Regions from separate parts of the Mus musculus genome. Here all the other regions are linked to region 2. Evidence: chromatin contacts called from public Hi-C, HiCAR-type and HiChIP or PLAC-seq data. All regions are on one chromosome and are shown on one strand. The core of a region is the stretch at or near the end of the contact, and the rest is flanking DNA. Distances in the headings are between cores, read along the strand shown. Region 1 holds the start of Tada2a (transcriptional adaptor 2A). Region 2 holds the start of Ppm1d (protein phosphatase 1D magnesium-dependent, delta isoform). Region 3 holds the start of Dusp14 (dual specificity phosphatase 14). Region 4 holds the start of Rnft1 (ring finger protein, transmembrane 1). Region 5 holds the start of Med13 (mediator complex subunit 13). Region 6 has its middle 8.2 kb from the start of Gm26439. Region 7 holds the start of Rps6kb1 (ribosomal protein S6 kinase, polypeptide 1).

The links. A called contact is a pair of places that touch in the nucleus more often than the background predicts. HiCAR-type assays count read pairs that join an accessible place to other places. HiChIP or PLAC-seq counts read pairs in DNA pulled down with a chosen protein or histone mark.
Region 1: a contact with region 2 is called in an HNF4G HiChIP or PLAC-seq map of pancreatic cancer cells. The contact joins the promoter of Tada2a here to the promoter of Ppm1d in region 2. A contact is called at or near these places in 1 of 39 promoter capture datasets (hippocampal neurons), 1 of 484 Hi-C or Micro-C datasets (B cells) and 2 of 115 datasets of contacts at active chromatin or transcription factors (astrocytes and pancreatic cancer cells).
Region 3: a contact with region 2 is called in a HiCAR-type map of astrocytes, with 2.8 times the contacts expected there. The contact joins the promoter of Dusp14 here to the promoter of Ppm1d in region 2. A contact is called at or near these places in 1 of 39 promoter capture datasets (hippocampal neurons) and 1 of 115 datasets of contacts at active chromatin or transcription factors (astrocytes).
Region 4: an H3K27ac HiChIP or PLAC-seq map of cardiomyocytes shows a contact between it and region 2, with 4 times the contacts expected there. The contact joins the promoter of Rnft1 here to the promoter of Ppm1d in region 2. A contact is called at or near these places in 1 of 39 promoter capture datasets (hippocampal neurons), 1 of 484 Hi-C or Micro-C datasets (CD4 T cells) and 3 of 115 datasets of contacts at active chromatin or transcription factors (astrocytes, cardiomyocytes and pro-B cells).
Region 5: a HiCAR-type map of astrocytes shows a contact between it and region 2, with 3 times the contacts expected there. The contact joins the promoter of Med13 here to the promoter of Ppm1d in region 2. A contact is called at or near these places in 7 of 39 promoter capture datasets (3T3-L1-derived adipocytes, frontonasal cranial neural crest, hippocampal neurons and 3 more), 1 of 115 datasets of contacts at active chromatin or transcription factors (astrocytes) and 1 of 9 other capture datasets (adipose tissue).
Region 6: a Hi-C map of B cells shows a contact between it and region 2, with 5 read pairs. The contact joins the enhancer-like site here to the promoter of Ppm1d in region 2. A contact is called at or near these places in 2 of 39 promoter capture datasets (the C10 cell line and hippocampal neurons), 1 of 484 Hi-C or Micro-C datasets (B cells), 1 of 115 datasets of contacts at active chromatin or transcription factors (astrocytes) and 1 of 9 other capture datasets (embryonic stem cells).
Region 7: a contact with region 2 is called in a HiCAR-type map of astrocytes, with 3 times the contacts expected there. The contact joins the promoter of Rps6kb1 here to the promoter of Ppm1d in region 2. A contact is called at or near these places in 3 of 39 promoter capture datasets (hippocampal neurons, liver and pre-B cells), 2 of 115 datasets of contacts at active chromatin or transcription factors (astrocytes and embryonic forebrain) and 1 of 9 other capture datasets (liver).

Annotation. Positions count from the first base shown.
Region 1 is chr11:84,128,312-84,131,047 of GRCm38.p6, reverse strand. Tada2a (transcriptional adaptor 2A) reads left to right here and starts at 1,480. Exons shown (of 16, transcript NM_172562.3): 1 at 1,480-1,511. It also overlaps a transcript of Acaca not described here.
Region 2 is chr11:85,309,930-85,312,629 of GRCm38.p6, reverse strand. It overlaps Ppm1d (protein phosphatase 1D magnesium-dependent, delta isoform), which reads right to left and starts at 1,376. Exons shown (of 6, transcript NM_016910.3): 1 at 707-1,376. The coding sequence starts at 1,157.
Region 3 is chr11:84,067,020-84,069,719 of GRCm38.p6, reverse strand. Dusp14 (dual specificity phosphatase 14) reads left to right here and starts at 1,363. Exons shown (of 3, transcript NM_019819.3): 1 at 1,363-1,450.
Region 4 is chr11:86,483,187-86,486,122 of GRCm38.p6, reverse strand. It overlaps Rnft1 (ring finger protein, transmembrane 1), which reads right to left and starts at 1,466. Exons shown (of 9, transcript NM_029788.5): 1 at 1,324-1,466; 2 at 1-62. The coding sequence starts at 11.
Region 5 is chr11:86,356,233-86,358,932 of GRCm38.p6, reverse strand. Med13 (mediator complex subunit 13) reads left to right here and starts at 1,337. Exons shown (of 30, transcript NM_001080931.2): 1 at 1,337-1,473. The coding sequence starts at 1,408.
Region 6 is chr11:86,427,778-86,430,618 of GRCm38.p6, reverse strand. No RefSeq gene overlaps it. Among named protein-coding and RNA genes, the nearest start is that of Gm26439, 8.2 kb to the left of the region's middle. Within about 2 kb of position 1,553, at least 15 of the 459 cell types and tissues checked have an H3K27ac peak or open chromatin away from gene starts, as enhancers often do. A contact at or near this core is called in B cells, where this site is marked.
Region 7 is chr11:86,543,525-86,546,224 of GRCm38.p6, reverse strand. Rps6kb1 (ribosomal protein S6 kinase, polypeptide 1) reads left to right here and starts at 1,418. Exons shown (of 15, transcript NM_001114334.2): 1 at 1,418-1,659. The coding sequence starts at 1,519. It overlaps Tubd1 (tubulin, delta 1), which reads right to left and starts at 1,234. Exons shown (of 9, transcript NM_019756.3): 1 at 995-1,234.

The DNA of each region.
Region 1 (2,736 bases), core at 231-2,730, 1.2 Mb after region 2:
TGGATTTCCTCTTGTGTGTTATGTCTGCTAGGAAGCCTTTCTTCCCTATCCTGACTAAAAGAAAATCTATCACTGTTATATCTGGATCCTGATTTATTTCCCATAAAACCACATTATGAGGCATTTAAAAATATTTGTTACTTATATATTAATATGCAACATACTTATATTTTATTGCTTATATATAAAATACACAAACCTTATGTGCAAGAGCATATACTTCGCTCACTACCAAATTCTCAGCACCCAGGGAAGTGGCTGTTCGTTGTGCTTTTGTGAAATGAATGGATTTGGAGAGTCAGTAAATGTGAAGTACTCTATAGCATCAACTGTTTATTTAACGTGGTGGGGATGACTTTCACATGTGAATTTTTAATGTTTTTTCTTTACTACTCTTTTTTTTTTTGAGACAGATCTCTTACTCTGTAGCCCAGATTGATCTCAATCTCAAAGCAATTGTCCTGCACTCTCCAAGTGTTGAGATCACAGATGTGAGCCACTAATTGCACCCAGCTGCAGATTTTATTTTTATTTTAACAATAGACTTATATTACCTGTGTACCAAAAAACAAATCAAGATGCCACACGGGCAGATATCGTATAAATGAATTCCAACAGAAATTGGGCAAATCTATGAAACAGATTTTTAAATAGATATACAGCATAATAGTTAAGATCAAGCCATGGGTTGGAATAGAGCTCTTCCCCAACACTTGGTAGCACTGTGATCCTAAGTTATATATTTCAATGCTGGACCATGAGGACAGTAACAGTGCCTCCCTCAGAAAGTTGTTTTAGACGAACCCTTATGTGTAACCCGCTTTGTACAATGCCTGGCATGCAGTATTGAAGGACTCCACAAATGGAAGCTCTTATAAGAATCTATACTATTAGTAATAAGAGATGTTGGGACATACCTAGCCCTCAAGAGTGACATCAGAGTGGACCACCACATCATCACTGCGTTTCCATGTGGGCCTCTGAAGCCCAGGCAGGGGATGGGTCTTTCCAGAGAAGGCAATTTCGACGTCCCAGAAGCATCAGAATAAAAAGGACCCTCTTCACCCCTCAAGTCATTCAGTCCGGGTAATCCATGAGTGGCATGATGCGCCCGGGGCTCGTCATCCTCCAGTCCAGAGCCTGGGCAGCCTCAGTTTCTTTGCTTGCAAAAGAATTGGAATGGGACTGTTAAGAAAAAAATCTAGACTGAAACAGCGGAAGCCGCCTTAGCACATGCCACCGGGCCGCTTGTGGCGACGGAGAAAGTGACAGCAGGTCAGACTTCAGAGCCCACCGACTAGCAGCCAGGTACCACGCTCCCCATCCCGGGGCGGCGCCACCGGGACCCGCCCGCTGCCAGACTGGAGGAGGCGGGACCGCCTCGGCGTGCTCGCGGCACGGGACCGCGCACGTGAGTCGAGGCCGCGCACGCAGGCCGCGGCGCGCACGCAGAGTCTGCACAGCGCGCGCAGCGGCGGGCTCTTCGGCGCCGAGGTGCGGGACGTGGCGAGGTGAGGCGCGGGGCCGAGCGGCGGGAGCGAGGGCACGCGGGGTCACGAGGTGCCGGCTGGCGCGGCGGGGCCACGCGGCGGGGGAGGTTGGCGCGGCCGGGCGAGTCCCGAGCCCCTCCCCCCGGCGGCTGGCGGTGCCGCAGCTCCGTATTCCCGGCTGGGCGGTGGAGCACGGCCCCGGCCCACCTGACCCGCCGAACCCCCACGTGGGTCTCCGCGCCCCAGTGTTTAGCACTGTTTTGCGGTCGAGGCCCGGCTACAGTGACCTGCCCAAGACCGTGCAGCTCTAAGGATGTTAACTGCACAACTGCCAAGCCCGCGGCTCCCCTGTGCTCATGGGATCCTGCCCCTCCATGCCTTCCCTGATCCCTCTTGTAATTAATTTAAATGTAGCCCATCTCTCAAGGATGTTAGTGTCACTGCGTGGTCTTCTAAGGAAGGAGAGGAAGGAGGATTTTGCTTTCTGCAGCATTGTGCTTTGCAATGTGAAGTGTTTGTCAGAACGTACTGTAGAATCTTTGCCACTGTAAAGGTCTTGATAGAGCCCTGCTGTTCACCAGGCTGTAAAAACATTGTGCAAATACCCCAATCTTTAGCGCTTCATTTTCTTGGGGAAAACAGCCTATGTCAGGAGATTGTTAGGATTCCAAGATATAGTCCCCGTACTAAGATTACATTTAGTACCTGACATATGCCTTTGTTAATTTTTTTTTTAATTAATTTTTTTTTTTAGTCAGCCTCATGTATCTTGGGCTAACCTTGAACTTAATGTAGCCAAGAGTTTCCATGAACTGATCGTACTGTCTGTACCTCTGGAGTACTGGGTTTGTTTGCTCAATGGATGCTGGAGTGTGAATATAAAGCATCCTTGCTAAAACACCCTACAACTGAACTACTGAGCCACAACGTTCTTCAAAGATCATTTTTCTTGGAAATAGAGTAAAAACTCACCCCTACCCAAAATAGCCTAAAGTTTGACCCTCAGCCTTCTTATCTAAGCATTGCATATACTTTGTATGTCAGTCCCCAAGCTAAAAATGTCAACGTGAAAAACCTATTTTGGTTGGAGAGATGGCTCAGCGGTTAAGAGCACTGGCTGCGCTTCCAGAGGTTCCGAGTTCAAATCCCAGCAACCACACGGTGGCTCACAGCCATCTGTAATGGGATCTGATGCCTTCTGGTGGGTCTAAGGACAGCTACAATGTACTCATATAAATAAAATAAA
Region 2 (2,700 bases), core at 127-2,626:
GGAAAACTGAATGCAATTCTAAGTATCCCACACACACACACCAAGAAGTTAACACATGCCCCTAACATGGAGCCAATTTAATATTTAACACGTTGCACACCTTTCTCATAAACAATTCAAGGGATTACCCCAAAACACTATCACAAAAGTAAGTTGCCTATGTTACACTTCAGCCCTTCTAAATTGACTTACATCGAGCCAGAGCCATTCAGGTCAATCTGAAGAAGTGACACCACCGGTAGGAGGCAACCAAGAGGAACAAGCCCAACAAGAACAAAATTATGACAGATGCTAAGGGAACGCTCCAATTCTTGCCACCTCCTGCTTCTTTCACCTAGCCCGTGTAGAAACGTTTCTTAAATTTATCCCTCGGTTACAATCTGGCGCCGGCATTCAAACACTTCTGAGCGTGCTGCTACCAAAGTGAATTAGCGAAGGGAGAGGGGAGACTGTTGCCCCCTGATCGTAGGAGGGAGGAGATAATGCAAGGAGCGGTTGCTGGGAGACAAGCCATCCTAGCGTTTCCGAGGCCACTCGGTGTGCCTAGAACTCCAACCATGACAGTCTTCACTCGCATCCCTTGTTGGACAGCGTCGCTTGATGGATAGCGCTCTTGGTACCGGGGAGGCCCACGCGGTGCTGATGCTATAAAAAGCCCAGGGGGATAAGGGGAGAAAAGAAAAAAAGAGGCGGGCGGGGAACTTACCCAGTTTCTTCCACATGGCGAGGTGACAGGCGAGGAAACCTTTGCGGATGGCAGCGCACACCTTGGCGGGCTCGGACGAGGTGAAGCCTTTCTGCTTCTTGATGAAACCCCACAAGTGCTCCCGGGCAAACTGTGCCGCCTCCCGACCGCCGTGCCCGTCGCACACTGCAAAGAAGGCCACCGAAGAGCGGCGGCGACAGCAGCGGCCAGCGGGTAGCGAGGCCGCGGCGTCCGGGGCAGGGTCGCGGGCCGCCGCCGGGCCTTTTTCCGATGGCCCGACGCCGGCGAGAGTGGGGGTCGCCGGCAACCCGAGCGCCCGCCGCGGTACCGGCGCCGGCTTGTCCTCCGCAGCCGGCTCGGGCTCCACCACGATCTGAGTTACGTCCTCCATGTACTTCCTCCCGCCCTGGTCCGAGAAGACGCTCACTCCCAGCGAGTACAGCCCCGCCATGGCCGGCTGCCCGGGATCCCGCCGTTCCCACGCAGCCCGCCGAATTCCGAGGCGGGAGACACACTCGCCGCTCGCCGGCCAACTATTGTTTATCTTCGACGAAGCCGAGAGTGAAGAGGAGGCGGTCCCCGCGGCGGTGGGGGGGGGCGCGTGATGTCGGGACTTGTCCGCGAGAGCTGGGCCGGTCGAGTCGCGGGCGAGAGGAGCCGAGCAGCTGCGCCTGCGCACTGAACTCGCTCCCCGCCCGCCCGCGCCCACCATACAAATCAGACGTTCTTTCCCCCCCTTTCTCCTGATGACGTCACTCGGCTCGCTGAGACAGACCAATCAGGAGTCAAGAAGAGCAAGCTCGCCCCCGCCCTCCTTCCACCCCCGCATCTCTCTGCAACCGCTGATCTCGCTCGGCCCGCCGACCGGGGGAGCGCGCTCCTTGCCCGGTTTGTTTTCTCCAGCCTAGGGCTTCTGTACCCTGGGGGTTTTCCGCTGTTACTAAGCGGCTGAAGCCTCAACCTGTCATCTTTTTTTCCCCTTAAATCCCTAACGTGAGACTTCTGGCTTTTCCCCTTTGGTCCTTTTGCAGAGCCAGTTTTGCCTCCCGCGATTGTGGAAAATTTGCAGAGGTCAAAGGTAGACTTGACCTTCCACTTATTTCAAGCGAAATGGCGCGAAAATGCCCTGCAAAGTCGTTGGTCCGTGCGCTAGACCAGCGTAGCACGCGTGAACTGGCTTGGGTGGGACTTGTCCGGCTGGGAGTTAAGGGAAGCAGTCGGGTTTACTTAAGAAGACTTGGAATTTTCCACCGCCAGTTGCACAGCCCTGTTTTCCGCGATAACGTTAGGTCGGAGACCTGTCGGCGAGTTTAATTCCTAACACTTTACAGCCCTTTTTTTTTTTTAAGTATTTTGCATATTTCTTCCTCTTTTCAGCGTCGTTAATACTTTTTCGGACTCGTCTTGAATACAGCTATTACTGCAGAATCTAAGTTACCGTTTGGAAAAGGAGCATACAACAGGATCTCCATGCCCTAAAGACACGGTTATTTCCCTCCGTTCACAGAAGTTGACAGTCCCAACAACAAAATGAATGCTTTTAGACTGATTTCCACGAAATTGAAATAAGTTCTCGAGTGATCAACTTAATATTTTCTTAGCACCATATTCTTTTGAGGGAGTCAACGTGTTCCTTTATTATTTTCTGTACAGCCTTTGAGATTTCACAAAAAGCGTAATGGAAACTTATTTACAGCAGCATGGGAAATGCAAACAACAAGGAAAGGCTTTATGCTGGCCTGCCTTTCAACAACAGTTTCTATACCTCCCAAGACAATTCCTTTTAAAATTGTCATTAAATATTTATTTCATTTTCATTATGTGTGTATCTCTGTGGATGTTGTGTGGAGTCCCAACCCTCCGCCTACAACTGGAGTTACAGGTGGTTGTGAGCCAGATAGGCGCTCCAAACCAAAAAGCAGTGCAGGCTCTTAACCACTGAGCCATCTCTCCACTCCCCTAAAACAGCATTCTGAAATAACTGGGCCTTAACT
Region 3 (2,700 bases), core at 114-2,613, 1.2 Mb after region 2:
AAGCAGGTCATGAAATAAACTGCCGGAATGATAATAGTACCAGAAAGATATATTCCCATGCAGTTTGAACTCGGTGCTTTAACCTAATCTTAGTCTCCTTGTGTTCTTCATGAAATGGTTAATTTTGCCTAATTTTAAAGCTCTCATGCTTTTTAATGGCATCAAATCTCTTCAGTCTAGGCCATTTTAGCTTTCCCTGTATTATCACTAAAATGCCTCTGCTGTTATATTTTCGTCTGGGAAACAGACAAAAACTTCTAGATATTGCAGCACCCACAAAAAGACTGAATCCAGTTGGCCAATGGAGATTAAAAAAAGAAAGAAAGTAAAACAAAAACCTCCAGGTTTTACTTGAAGATGCTAGAAACTGTTAAGTAAGCCCTAAGTGCGGCGTGCTCCTCCTCTGTCCCCTCCCCCAAATCCAAGAATACTAGTTTGACTTCAGCAGTTCTGATGTCAGCGATTTGCTACAGCGAGGGCATTGCTTGGGTGAGCACAGGACCAACCGAGCGCCAAGTCAGGACTCCTGGAGTCTGACTCACTGCAGAGGCTGGAGGAAGTCGTTCCTACCGCCCCTGTATCGCCCCTCAGTTTTGCGAAGAGAAGAGTAGGGTGGCGCTAAAGTCAGTTTGCATCCATTCATTTCAGGTGAGAAAACCTAAAGAGGACAGAAAGAGAGGAAAGAGAGAGGGAGAGAGCGAGAGAGCTAGTTGAGAGCAAAGAAATTTCAAGGGTTCCACAAGTCAGCCTCGTTGTACCTAGGAGTGTGGGTACTGTCAATGCATCAGAGGTTTAGGGGTCTTTAACTCCTTTGGAGTTTCCCCAGTTACTTCCCTCACCTGTCAATCAAAATCCACCCAGCAGTTGACGGAAGAATTAGGGCGTGGTGGTTTATACCTTTAATCCCAGCTTTAGGGAGATAAAGGCAGAGGCAGGCGAGTCTCTGTGAGTTCCAGGCCAACCTGGTCTACATAGTGAGACCTTGCCTCAACAAACAAGCAAAAAAGAGTGGCTTTGCCTTCCCCCTTGGGTCCGCACCTGGGGCTGTCTCGCCCGGGGGAGGAGGAGGGGGTGGCTGAGAGGCGGTGATTAGTCACTGGCTGCGGCGCTCACACCTTTTATTCTGTCTCTTCCCGCAGTTGCCTCTCTGCATTTGGACAGATTCTTCGAACGCCAGCTCAGAAGCTGGGCCGGAGGACAACGCGGCTTCAAGGAGCAGGGGTCTGCGAGTAAGTCCAGGTGAGTAGGAACCGGGGCCAGGAGGACCTGCCCGCGCCGCAGCGCGCACGCGCGGCGCCCGGAACCCACGCTCGTCCCCGCTGCGGGCCCGCGCTCGGAAGAGGGCGGCAGCGCGCAGGGAGCGGGAGGCGCGCGAGGCCGGCGGGCAGAAGCCGCGAGCCTCGCAGCAGCACGGACCCGAGAGCCGCCGCTGCCGCCACCGGCACACTCGGTACGGGGTGCGGGGGAGAGCCAGAGGGGCCCGGGCGCATGCGACCCTCGGCTCTGCAAACTTTGTGCGGGTGCTCGGCGACCTCGGGGCGCGGGGCGGGAGAGGCTGGGATCCCCGAACCCAAGCCGGCAGGCGTCAGCATGCACCCCGCGACCGGCCCCGCCACCCCCTGGAAACACTTGGCTTTCTGCTATGCCAAGAACTCAACTTGAGCGTCTCTCCTCGGTGTTAGATTGGTGTGCACCATGCTCACATCTGACTCTTATTTCTCCTAAGTATCCTTGCTCTGGAGCGAAGTTGAATTGTACTGGGCTTGGGGTAGGGAAGGGAGCCGAGTGGTGTAGCCGCCTTAGGATTGTATAACTACCTTCTATTGAAGTGGATGTTGCCAGTGGCATCGGCTAATGTTATGGTAACTGGGCATCTTAGAGGCAAGAGAAGGCGGGGTGTTTTACCAGTAGTCTCCCGGTCTAATAATACTAAAAACAATACCTCATACTTTCCACTCAGGAGAGCCCCACGGCATTTGGTTTACGTTCTCTGGGTAGTTTTCAGTGAAGTTTCTAAGAGGTAGGTGGAGAGCTGTGCTTTCCCGATTTGTAGATGTAAAAAACGGAGGCAAGGATTCGGATTCTTAACTGACTTTAATGAAATGTGGACCAAGAGTTTTAACGCAGTTTCCTGCAGTTCTTGCTCCAAAAAGTACCAACTTTGAAGTTTAATGGGATACCAGAACATCCTCCCTGAGGACAATGAAAGGTCAGAGAGGCCAAGGGACAGTGGTCTGCAGCCGCAGGCCTCAGCTACAAAGCCGGGTCCCTCCAACAAGATGCAACTCTTTGGGTGTTGTATGTATTCTTTGCAAAGTTGTGTTTAGGGCTGCAATTTGCTGTTGTCTTTTGTGGACTCATAAAGGGCATTTAGTCTCGGTTTCCTTGAGAAACAGAGGAGTGAGGCACCCCCAGAGTGAGGCACCACTTCTTCCTTGCTGGAGACACCTTAAGAATTCCCATGAGGTCAGACGAGGGCCGAGAGTTCCCGGGAGGAGGGAGGAAGGAGCCCTGCACAGGCGGCTTGACACATGGGCCCCACTCCTGCCTCCAGCTCTGACTCACCTACTGACGCTTGGGGGAGGAGAATAGCTGCTTGGTATTTTTGGCTTTCCCCCATAAAACGGGAGACAGTTGGCTTCATTCGAGTCTTCTCAGCATCCTTTTCGAGAGCGCCGCGCCGCTGAGCTTAGTCCTCCT
Region 4 (2,936 bases), core at 217-2,716, 1.2 Mb before region 2:
CTGGCTTGCATGGCCCTTGAGTATTTTCTCTCTAAAATGTCTTTGCTTCAGGACTCTTTCTCCTTAAAAGTAAAATCAAAGAGCAGAAAGCATTCTAAGTTAATCACAAGCAGTGCATCGGTTCATTAGGTGTCCTTTGTTCACTAAAGGGGCAGTTGACAGTCACAGACAAGTTTCAGGTCCTTCAATCTTTGCAACTGTCAAAGCTCTGCTGCCCTGCCCCACTCCAACCTCGAAGTCCAACTTGGCAAACCAAGAGTTTTGAACCAGGGGCTACTTAAAGTACAAAGCACTGCAGATGTCTTGATTTTTCAAATGTGCCAAAAGACATCAGCAAAGAGTCAAAGGGGTGCCCAGCAGATACCACAGTGAATAGCAGCACTAATGCTGAATAAGTTGGCTCATGTACTCTGAGGCAGAGTCCACATCAGGAAGTTTGCTAAGGGTGGGTGAGATGGCTGGGTAAGTCAAGACCTTTAATTTGAGTTAAATCCCCTAAACTCATATGGTGGAAGCAATGAACTGACTCCCACAAGTCCTCTGACACACACACTAAATAAATACAATAGATTTTTTTTTACAGATTCATTAATGTTTAGAAGGAAAAAAATCAGTGCCTTAATTAAGCATCAACAAAGATAATAAACACTTCATTTTATGCTGAAACAGCTTCCACAAAGCTAATAAGGTTTTCAGTAATTAATGGTGCCACCGAGAATATTGCTTCTCCTTCCAAAAGAATGTTAGTCAAATGCCTTTGAAAGAGGACCCTTAGGGGGAGTCATCACGTAATTGCTAAGTGATGCTTTAGTCTAAATAAGGAGTTAGCCTCCCGAATAAAAATGCCACCATCGGCTTGGTTAGGGGTGTCAGAAGAGAGGCTGTGGGCAGGGCAAGATCCCTACGTGATCCAGTGTGGATCTCGGACCAGGGTGCCAGAATCGTGCTGTCGCCCGACGAAACGCAGAGCCCACCGCCGGGCCTCTCCCGTTTCCCCCGCGATGGAGCTAGCTGCGGCGGAGGCTGGCTGGCTGAAACCGTGCAGTTACTGTGTGACGTTTCGAAGAGGCTCGGAAGCCACAGCGGCTCTATCGCCTCACTCTCTGAAGAGCGACTTGGGACAGGACAGTTTGTGTCTCTGCTATTAAAAAAGAAACACAAAACCTGCCCTCCTTCATACATAAACAAGAAAAGGGGAAAGGGAGAAAGAAAAGTCAACGCCAACTCTTCCGGAATCCGCGAGGACAGAGTTCTCCACCCACGTCCGAGCTTCGGCTCTTCTCCCCGGAAACCCTCCGCCTCACCCCCTTCCCCAGGCCTGACCTCTCATGACCAGGAGCGGGCGGCCTCGGCAGCCACAATACCAACAGCCCGACACGCGGCCGCAAGCCCTTCTCGCCAAGCCTTCAGCCTCGGACGCCACCAGCAGCGCTCGGCCTGGCCCCGCGGCGGCGCGCGCGCTCCCTAGACGTCGTCACGCGCGGCCCGCCTTCGCCGGGCCACGCCCTCGCCCAGTGGAAGAAGGAGCCTCTAGGCCCCGCCCCGCGCTCATCCCGGCCCCGCCCTTCCCAGCAGAGAAGGGAACCTTTAGGCCCTGTCCCGAGTCCCTAGCCCCGCCTTCACTGGGAGGAGGAGGAGGAGGGCGCATCTAGGCCCCGCCCTGAACATCGTAGACCCGCCCTGTCGCCCTGTGGCCCTGTTGGTGATGTTATACGAGTGGCGTAGTGGCGGACGTGTGTGCTAATTAAGTCTGCGTGGCTGTCACGTCTTGCGTGTATTAGTGATCAGTCACACGCTTCGGAGTCCTTCAGTACTTGAGGTTGAAAATGGGTAGGTCCAGGAACCTGCTCGGCAGCGGGCTGCGTACCGGGAGCCGCGATCTGGCTTCCGGCTGCGTGTTGCTAGCTACGCCAGACCCGCTGGGCTGCCTGGGCAGAGAGGTTGTGTGACCTGGATTCGGGTTCCAAGCCTGAAGTTGAACAGTGTGCCCTAGTTCGTGCCAGAACCGGGTGCCAGAACTGGATATCAGACGCGCCAGGAAGTTTGTGAGGCCCTGGAAGTAGATTTAGAAAACCCCGTGTTGGCGAGCAGGGAACTCGACTTCTAAAATAAAGGCTACTAAAGGGGAAAAAAGATACTACAAGGAAAAAAAAAAAAAACACAGTTCTGGAAAATCTAGGACATCATATGTATAACAGGATTCCTATGATTCTTGAAATTAAGTATTTCATCGGAGGCTGACGTGACTAGGCAAAAGTCTGGCGTTTTGCACACACTTGGCTTTTTGCAGAGACACTTCTGAGTTACGTGTCCAGTAATTTTGTCTTTCTACCTGACTTAAACCTTTCAAATACCTTGTCAAAATCTCCTTAGCCATGAAATTTTGTCTTCCTTTCATAGTAGTATAACTGAATCTACTGGTTTTAGCCTCAGCCCTTCATTCATCTTGAGACTATTCTTAAATTTCTCTCAAGTCAAAAAGCACTTTAAAAAATCCCAATGCTCTTTTGGATCTGCTTCTCTCTGTGACCAGCACATTAGCACTCTCTTTTTTTAAGACTTGGTCCCAAGTAGAACAGGCCTATTTGTGCCTGTGCGTGATGGTGACAGGTAGTGCCTGAACTGGTACGACAGAGGACACTTTTGGGAAATTTTCTCTCCTACCTTTATTTGGGTTCCAGGGAGCCAACTGAGACTGCAAATTTTGTGCACAGCAGAGATCCTATGTGAGTAGTTTTATTTTAAACTAAAATGAACGTATGATAAGCATTAGTGGCTCATGATTGTAATCCTAGAATTTTGAAGACTAAGACAGAAAGATGCTGTGAGTTCCAGGCCAATCTATGATACAGAGTAAAACTCTTTTTTTTTTTTTTTAAAGATTTATTTATTTATTATATGTAAGTACACTGTAGCTGTCTTCAGACACTCCAGAA
Region 5 (2,700 bases), core at 88-2,587, 1.0 Mb before region 2:
ATAACAAACATAACATTTGTTTTCCTCATTTTACAGATGAGGAAACTGAGTCACAAAGAGGTAAAAGACTGGCTCCAGCTTCGAATCCTGAACAGCAGGACTTTATTTCTAGTTCATTAACCACAAGACCATATCGTTTCATTTTTTTTACCTCTTTATTATAACTTAAAAAGAGAGGGCGAGGCTGGTGTCTATCCAGCTCTCATTCTTTAGCCCTAGAGTTCTGCGATGTACCCCGGCGGCCTTATGGAGTGAATGAGAATGCATTGGAACGTCTTTCTTTTTCTTTTCTTTTTTCTTTTTCTCTCTCTCTCTCTCTTTTTTTTTTTTTTTTGCCAACTTTCTCTTCCAAAGAATTTGAACTGATTTCCAAGTAATTCTCGATTTTGAAGTGAACCTTCCTGCGCTGCTGCACTTTCCCCAGCCAGCAGAAAGCTAGGGCCAAGACTCGGGTCATCTTAACCGGGGCATCCAGCAGATGGCGCCATGTTAGTAGCCACCAGCTGGCCGCCCGGTCCCCGGGGCTCCGAAAGCTTCCCTGCCCTCCCTCACCGCCTTCTCTCTCCCCCCTCCCTACGGAGCCCGGCCCACGTGACCTCGCGGCGGCCAATGGGCGAGCAGAGAGGGCGAGCTGGTCCCTGTGGCCGCCATTAAAGCGAAGGGAAAACCCGTGAATTCGGATTAAAGGGGGAAAAACACCGCCCGCTGGGCCCACAAAATGGGGGAGACTACGGCGTCCAGGCGGTGAGGCGGCAGGAGAGCAGACGTTAGGCAGGCTTGGCCCAGGGACAACACGAGGACACAGCCGGAGAATGGACTGAGCCCACAGACGCCGCCACCACCTCCGCCGCTGAGGAGACTCTGGGCTTAAGGACATCGCCGCTGCCGGGCCGGGGGCCCGGGGTGCTCTGCCGGTCCTCGCCCTTCCCGCCCCTCCGCGGGCGTCCCCGGGCCGCGGAGAACCCTCCCGGGCTTCTGGGCTCGGCCCGCTCGGACTCGGGCTCTGACTATTTATCGTGTACCTGATTGTTATTATTATTTTTTTGTTTTTCGTTTTTTTTTCTCTTTTCTTCTTTTAAATCTTTTTTTATTTTTCTGGTGGAAGGGACAGACATCCCTTCCCCTCCTCTCCGGAGAGGGACGCGCGTCCGCGGGCTCCGCAGTCCCGGCGGCCGGCCGAGCGCGGCGCGGCCCTCCCGCCTGCGGCCTCGGCCCCGGGCGGCTGGGTGCCTCCGGGCGGCGGGGGCCGCGGCGGCGCCGGGGGGCGGCGGGGAGGGCGGGCGGCCCGGCGGCCTCCTCCCCACCGCCCCCCGCCCTCCCCGGTGTCTGTGTTTCTCTCTCTGGTCGGAGGCGGCGGTAATGGCGGATGGTGGGTTGTGGCGCCGGCGGCGGCTGCTGTGAGGGACGATGAGTTCCTCCTTCGTGTCGAACGGGGCCAGCCTGGAAGATTGTCACTGTAACCTCTTCTGCCTGGTGAGTGCGGGGGCCGCGGGCGGTGGGGGAGGGGGCCGCGCCGTGCGCCCTTGGGCCGTGGGGGAGGGGGTCTGGGTCGCATCCAGATGCCGGTGTCCCCCGGCTAGGCCCCGCCGGAGTCGGCCTCCTCCGAGGCTCTGCGGCCGCCCCGGGAGGCAGCGTCCGCTCACCTACCGACCGGGGCTCTGCTGGGAAGAGGCTTGTCTTTCCCCCCACCCCCTCGGTCTTTCTCCTCCTCCTGTCTTGTTTTGGACTCTTTTCCCCATCCTAGTCTTTTCCTTAACTTGGGCTGCTTATCTGCCCGGATAGTAATATTTTCTTGTGTGCTTCTTGCTTCCCCGCCTCCCCGCCCCCCGCCCCTTGTATCGAACAGTGTATCCCTTTTCCACACTTTCCACGATTGCCCCTGCTCGACTGCCTTTAAGCTCGCTTTTCCCTTGTAAGTGGGCTTCTCTTAAACAGGACCCCCCCAAAAACTTACGTATTAAAACCCTCTTCGTTTTGTAAGTTAAACTAATACAGGGGTAGTGTCCTTATGGGTGACTTCAGATCTTTGTGTAAAAACAGTGTGTGCCGGTTCATATGTTTTCTTTTTAAACTTTGAAAACATTTTGCCATTTTGACAATTTCTAGCCATCTTGCTTTTATTAGAACATTATGTTTTTGTGAGAGTGGAGGGGCAAGTGGAGGAGGTACTGTGGTTTCGCACTAAACGTTCTATATTTGTCTGTTTTGCTTACGTTTTAAGAATGTTTTGAGCTGGCTGTTCCTTTTATTGAACTGAAAAGTCTGGGGCAGCTGGAATTAGGGATGTTCTAGTACGTGTATGTAGGTCGGCCCAAATCGGATAACACTCAAGAGTTAAGACTTTTGTCAAAAGTACCAACTGTTGCAAATATCTAGTCCTGAATTAAACGATAGCCGAGCTTCCTGAATGACTAAGTTAGAGTGACTTTTTTCATTTTTCGTGTGCTCTGAGAAATATTAAGTCTATCATAGGTAAGTGAATTAAGTGGGTGGAGCATAACTAGTTGGCAAGCATAAACTGCCAGTCATGTATCAGCAGTTTCATTTTTGGCACCTTATGCTTTCTGTCACTAAGTTAGAATAAGGAATTACTGAATTTCCTTTGTTGAATCTCTTTCACGATGTGGTAAATGGGGATCTTCAGCACACTTACGTCTTACAGATTAGACTGGTTTTCTTGACATGTCCATTAATCAGCAT
Region 6 (2,841 bases), core at 304-2,803, 1.1 Mb before region 2:
GAGAAACCCTGTCTCGAAAAACCAAAAAAGAAAGTAATATTTCTGACCAGAGTGCACCATGGAGATGATGCTTAGGGGTAGGTACTGTTTGTACTTTCAAGTTCTCTGTGTGGAGTGACTCAAGCTGAGAGTGAAATTTCAGGACCACTTGACTCATTTGTTGCAATTAGTTTCTGTCACCTGTGCACAGCAGCTAAGGTGGGAGCCCAAGGACTAGGCTTTGAGAATACACAGGGCCTTCATTCTATAACACTGCAAGGAGCTTGGCAGCCACTGTGGGCTGCTGCCAAGAATGGTTTTCAAAGTGGGTGATTTGTGGTTACTGAGGGACAGGGAGCTGTCCGTCCGTTAGGGGCCACACTGGTTACTATTCAAACTGGCATTTATTAATTAGTTAATTAATTCAGTCCATATTTTGGGCTAAATTACTTGATAGTTACTGGTATCCGCTCACCATAAATCACATTTTTTTAGATTGAATAACAATATTTAAAATAATAGGATTGTTATAATAATTTGGAAAATTACTAATTCTTTCCCAACAATTCCTTGGTACTTTCAATTTGACTAAGGGATTAGAGAGAGCTTTTATTGCTGTGTGTAGCTCCGGTCCCTTGGCTAAGCTGACTGATTTGATTTGATTTGTTCATATGAGTATAAATATTTTAGAACAAAACCCAATTTAACAAATGAACAAACTTATTAGACTGTGATTACTTTTTTGAATCCTGCGTCTTAAAAGTCACAATAGAAGGTGGATACACACTGTTCTACAGCGAGCCTTTGGGAGCTCTGGCTCCTTTGGTAACTACTGAGTTTAAAGCAAAGAATGGGCTAATGTGAAAAGCAGGGTTTATAATGGGAGTCATTTCATTCTGATAAAGCAAAGCTTTATGAAAACAGATGTAGAATTGCAATGGGAAAATGAGGACGAGAAACATTCCAACTGGATGGGATTTCTGACTGAGATTTGCAGTTCCCTACAGCAGTCAGTGAGTTGGGTGGGCACAGTGAGGTGGTGGGGTCTGGCCTCACAGGCACTGAGCCCAGGTCCAGGCCTTGGCACCATAGATTTAGCATAAAAGCAAGCAAAACCAAGTAGAGAATGAAGAATTTTTCTATTATATAACCACAATTGTATTATTTATGAGCATAAAGTGTGGCTGTGGGTCATATGTATATAAAGTCTGAATACGCGTGTATGCGACAGAAGTCAGCGGCGGGGCAGTGGCTGTCTGCAGGGAGAAGGGACAGGAGAGGGAAGGCTTTTCAAGTTTCCCTGATAAGTAGAAAGGGAAAGTGGGTGGATTTCTTTTGTTATTGTCTTCGAATTTGAAATACTTCATTAGTTGAAAACTTAAAAACACAACACCTAATTCTCGAATTTCCTTTTCTAATGGATCTAAACATTTGCCTCGTGTTGATGTGGAAACATGTTTAAATAAGGCTTCAAGGGCACCAAGGGGGGTTATTTTTAGATATTTAGCATAGCCTAGTAATAATGAAAGTCACAGTTCACTAAGAAAATAGCACCTCCACCCCTTGCAAGGACAAGCTTGCTTCTGGCTGCTTTGACAGACAGTAACAATTCAGGGAGGTTGCTTCCTGCAGTCCCATCTAACAGATGGCCAGGTGAGCTGCAGATTCCAGCCCATGCCTAGTGATAAAATATGCTAAGTGAAGACTCAGACTTTCAAATGTCAGATTTAATATTCCAAAGATCATTTCTCATGCGATAGTTTTCTTTTTCCCGAGAACTATCTCTACACTTTAATATGTTTACTTGAGGAAATCTGAAAATATGGGCAGAGAAAAAGGAGCGGGTTTTTTTTTTTAACTGCCTCTACTTCTGCTGGCGCTGAGAGCTGATGGAGAGAGCAGCCTTTGATAGTAGCCCTTCGTATGTTTCCATGCATAAATTTGTGTGAACTTTCAAATGCTTTGGGAAGCATCCATGTTAAGAATTTCGCTATTAGTGCTGCGTGTGACACATAGTATAGAATAAATTACAAGCTTGGCTTTTTTTTTTTTTCATTTTTGTCTATATGTATTGTTTAAAGTCTCAACTGGGGAAAATGTTAAAAACATGTGTAATGTAGGATGTAGAAGATAAGCTTTCTATTTATTTAATGTTTATTTGTTTTTGGCTTTTCATTCTGTTTCTTTGAGACAGAATCTCATTATATAACCCAAGTTAGGCTCAAACTGGCTATCTTCCTGCCTCAGCCTCCTCTTTGTGCTGGGATTTTGGCCATGCATCACCAGGCTTACCCTCAGGTAGACTGTTTGAAATACTTTTTACTAACATGTGTGTTTACCTGCATGTATGTCTGTGTGTGCCTGGAACCATGCATCCTATAGCCGCCAAAGAGGGTGTTGAGTCCCCTTGGACTGGAGTTATAAATGGTTATGAGTCATCATGTGTGTGCTGGGAATTGAACCTCTGAACCATGCCTTTAATTAAAAAAAAAAAAAAATCACATGGGGCCGGAGAGATGGCTCAGTAATTAAGAGCACTGACTGTTTTTCCAGAGGTCCTGAGTTCAATTCCCAGCAACCACATGGTGGCTCACAAGCATCTGTAGTGGAATCTGATTCCCTCTTCTGATGTGCATGAAAAACATAGCACTCATACACATAAAATGAATAAATGAAAATTAAAAGAAGAAAATAATAACGTGTTCATTGCATTGATATTTAACACCAAGGCCAGCTAGGCAGTTATTACATTAATTTTACCAGCACACTGTAAGACCAGTAACGATCTTACTAACCTGTTATGGATAGTGTCGTGGCTTTCAAAGCACAGTAGGGCTCTATTTTTCTTTTTTTAAAGATTTA
Region 7 (2,700 bases), core at 169-2,668, 1.2 Mb before region 2:
AGCTGGATGCCCTCATCTCCTGTGCATTTGCATAAGTGCTCACATTCACACACATGTGCATATATACTCACACACATAAATAATCTAAAGGAAATATGATCCTGAAGGAATTCTTTGTATACATTTCACACTACATGGACATCAGAAGTTAGCTCAACAATAGAACATTCAATAACATTAATTTTCTGTTTTCTCACCAACCGTCTTCTGGCCCGGAAAGCACAGTTAAGATCAATAAGCCCAGTCATGGTGGCTATACCTTTAATTCCAGTACTCAAGAGACAGAGGTAGGCAGATCTCTGAGTTTGAGGACACAGAGAGTTCCAGGACAGCCAGGGCCACATAAAGAAATCCTGTCTCTGAAAACCAAAAACCAAACCAACTAGCATAAAGTTGGATCCAGGCATAGTGGTGCAAGCCTTTCAACCCAACAACACTTGGGAGGCTGAGGCAGACCGATCTCTGTGAGTTTGCACCTACACAGTGCGTTCCAGGACAGCCAGAGCTACATAGCGAGATCGTGTCTCGGAAAGAAAAGAAAGAAAAACAAAGTTGGAGCTTAGAGAAAGACCAGATAAAATATGAAACTAAATCTTTATTATTTTTAAACGACGTTGTTTGTTTTTAGACAACATCTCTCTATGTAGCCCAGTTACGCCTGAAACTGTCTAATTAGTCTGGGCTGACTTGAAACACATGATCCTTCTGCCTCAGCCTCTCGGAGAACAGGGACTATTTTAAAAAGAGTATTTTTGATAAGTGCTTCACATCAAGTCTATGTAGCCCCGGAAAGGAGCAGAGGCTTGTGAACCAGATTTTCAACTTAACGTCTAAGACTGCATTGTAGGTAATTCTATTCTCACTTTACAGTTAAGGAAATTGAGTTACCGAAGGGTTATGTAACTTTTCCAAGCCACTGAATTAGCAAATAGCAAAGACAAGAGTCTCTCTTTGCCTTTCTTCCCTATCAGCTCCCCGGTAACCCCACACTCACTGACAGCTCTGCGACCGGCAGTTTCAGTTCGGTTCAAACTTCAGAAGACCAACCCTCTCACTACGCGCATGCTCACTTTCAATACTTTAAAAAAAAAAACTACTTAGAACAAATAAATGCGCTCGCTCCTTATGCGAAGAGCTCTGCTGAGGGCTTGTCTTTTTTCGACCCTCGTTTCCCTTCTTCTATTTAGGAAGGCTAATCACGCATGTTCAATTTCAATTTATCAACTTCAGATATGGTACGCATGCTCCGTGTCCGGCAAACGCCTTAGACAGAAACGCGCAAGCTGTACTTTCCCGGCTTGGCTTCGGACGGTGTTCTGCGCATGCTCCTGCCAGTACCTGGCCCCGGGAGCTAATGCTACGCATGTCCGCTGCCCACTGTATGGCTTCAGAAGACTTTGTACGCATGCGCCGGAGCTGAACTTGAGGAGCCAGTCTGGGGCCTAGGCGCAGACGCATTGAGCTTAAGCAGCCGGTGATGGCGGCAGCAGCCGTGGAGTCTGCGGCGGGTCCGGGCCCATGAGGCGACGACGGAGGCGGGACGGCTTTTACCTAGCGCCTGACTTCCGACACAGGGAAGCTGAGGACATGGCAGGAGTGTTTGACATAGACCTGGACCAGCCAGAAGATGCAGGCTCTGAGGATGAGCTGGAGGAGGGGGTGAGGCCCGGGGTCCCCGGGGTATGGGCGGCGGGGTGGGGGGGCAGCGGCGAGGTGACAGGGCCGGGGTGGCGGCGTGGGCCCGGGAAGCCTGGTGTGCCCGAGGGCGTGGAGACCCGGGGGGGACGCGAGCGGTCTCCGGGAGGAGCTGAGGCGCCGCGCGGCCGAGTCGGGGAGCGGGCGGGCGGGCGGACGGACCTGGCCCTAGGTGTGAGGCCTCTGCGGGGCGCGCAGGTGCAGGGCTCGCCCTGATCCCTAGCTGAGCGCTGCCCCGGAGCAATGTGTTTCTGGAGCGCCGAGGAGAAAAGGCGCGCGGTCGGCTTCTGGAGCTGTGGGGCTTGAGTGCGGCCCGGGTGGTGTGAGCGTGTGCTGGGGGTGGGGAGGGCCGATCTTGTTGGGGTGTCCCCCTTAGTGCAGGTGAGATGCGGAAGGGTTTCCCTGTGGAGTGTAAGATTGCAAGCCTTAAATCTTCAGACTCCCCACAACCACCTCTCTTCTCGGCCTGTCGCTTCTCTCCTAGGAAGCGCTCAGCTGTTAGAAGTGACAGCTGAAAACTTCTGTCGGGAGTAGCACTGCTGTGACAGCCACCAGGAGTTTTATTTCGGGAGCAAGGGGGCTCTGCTGCATCTTCCAGGGTTTGTTTGTTTGCCTTTTATTTTTAACCCCCCTTCCGTGTGACTTTTTAAAGGAAAAAAAAACCCCCATTCATAACGACACACGGCATTTGTAAGTTAATTCCCTTCAAGTTGAAGATGTCTATATTTTTTTTTCAGAATAATTTATGTAATTGTAGGGTGGGAAAAAAAGCGTTGACAGCTGTGATTTGTCTCGCCAAAAATAAATTGCTTGAACCGAGACTTGTGAATAGTGGTGTGAGGGTTTTCCTTGCTGAAGTTTAAATTTAGAGTCGCTTTTCTAGTGCACATCTTGGCTTTACCTTTGCTGTCCTAGTAGTTTGTTATTTATGTATACCATTTTTTCTACAGTAATACTTACTGAAACGTACATATTTTACACCAAGGGTTAAAAAAATACATCAAA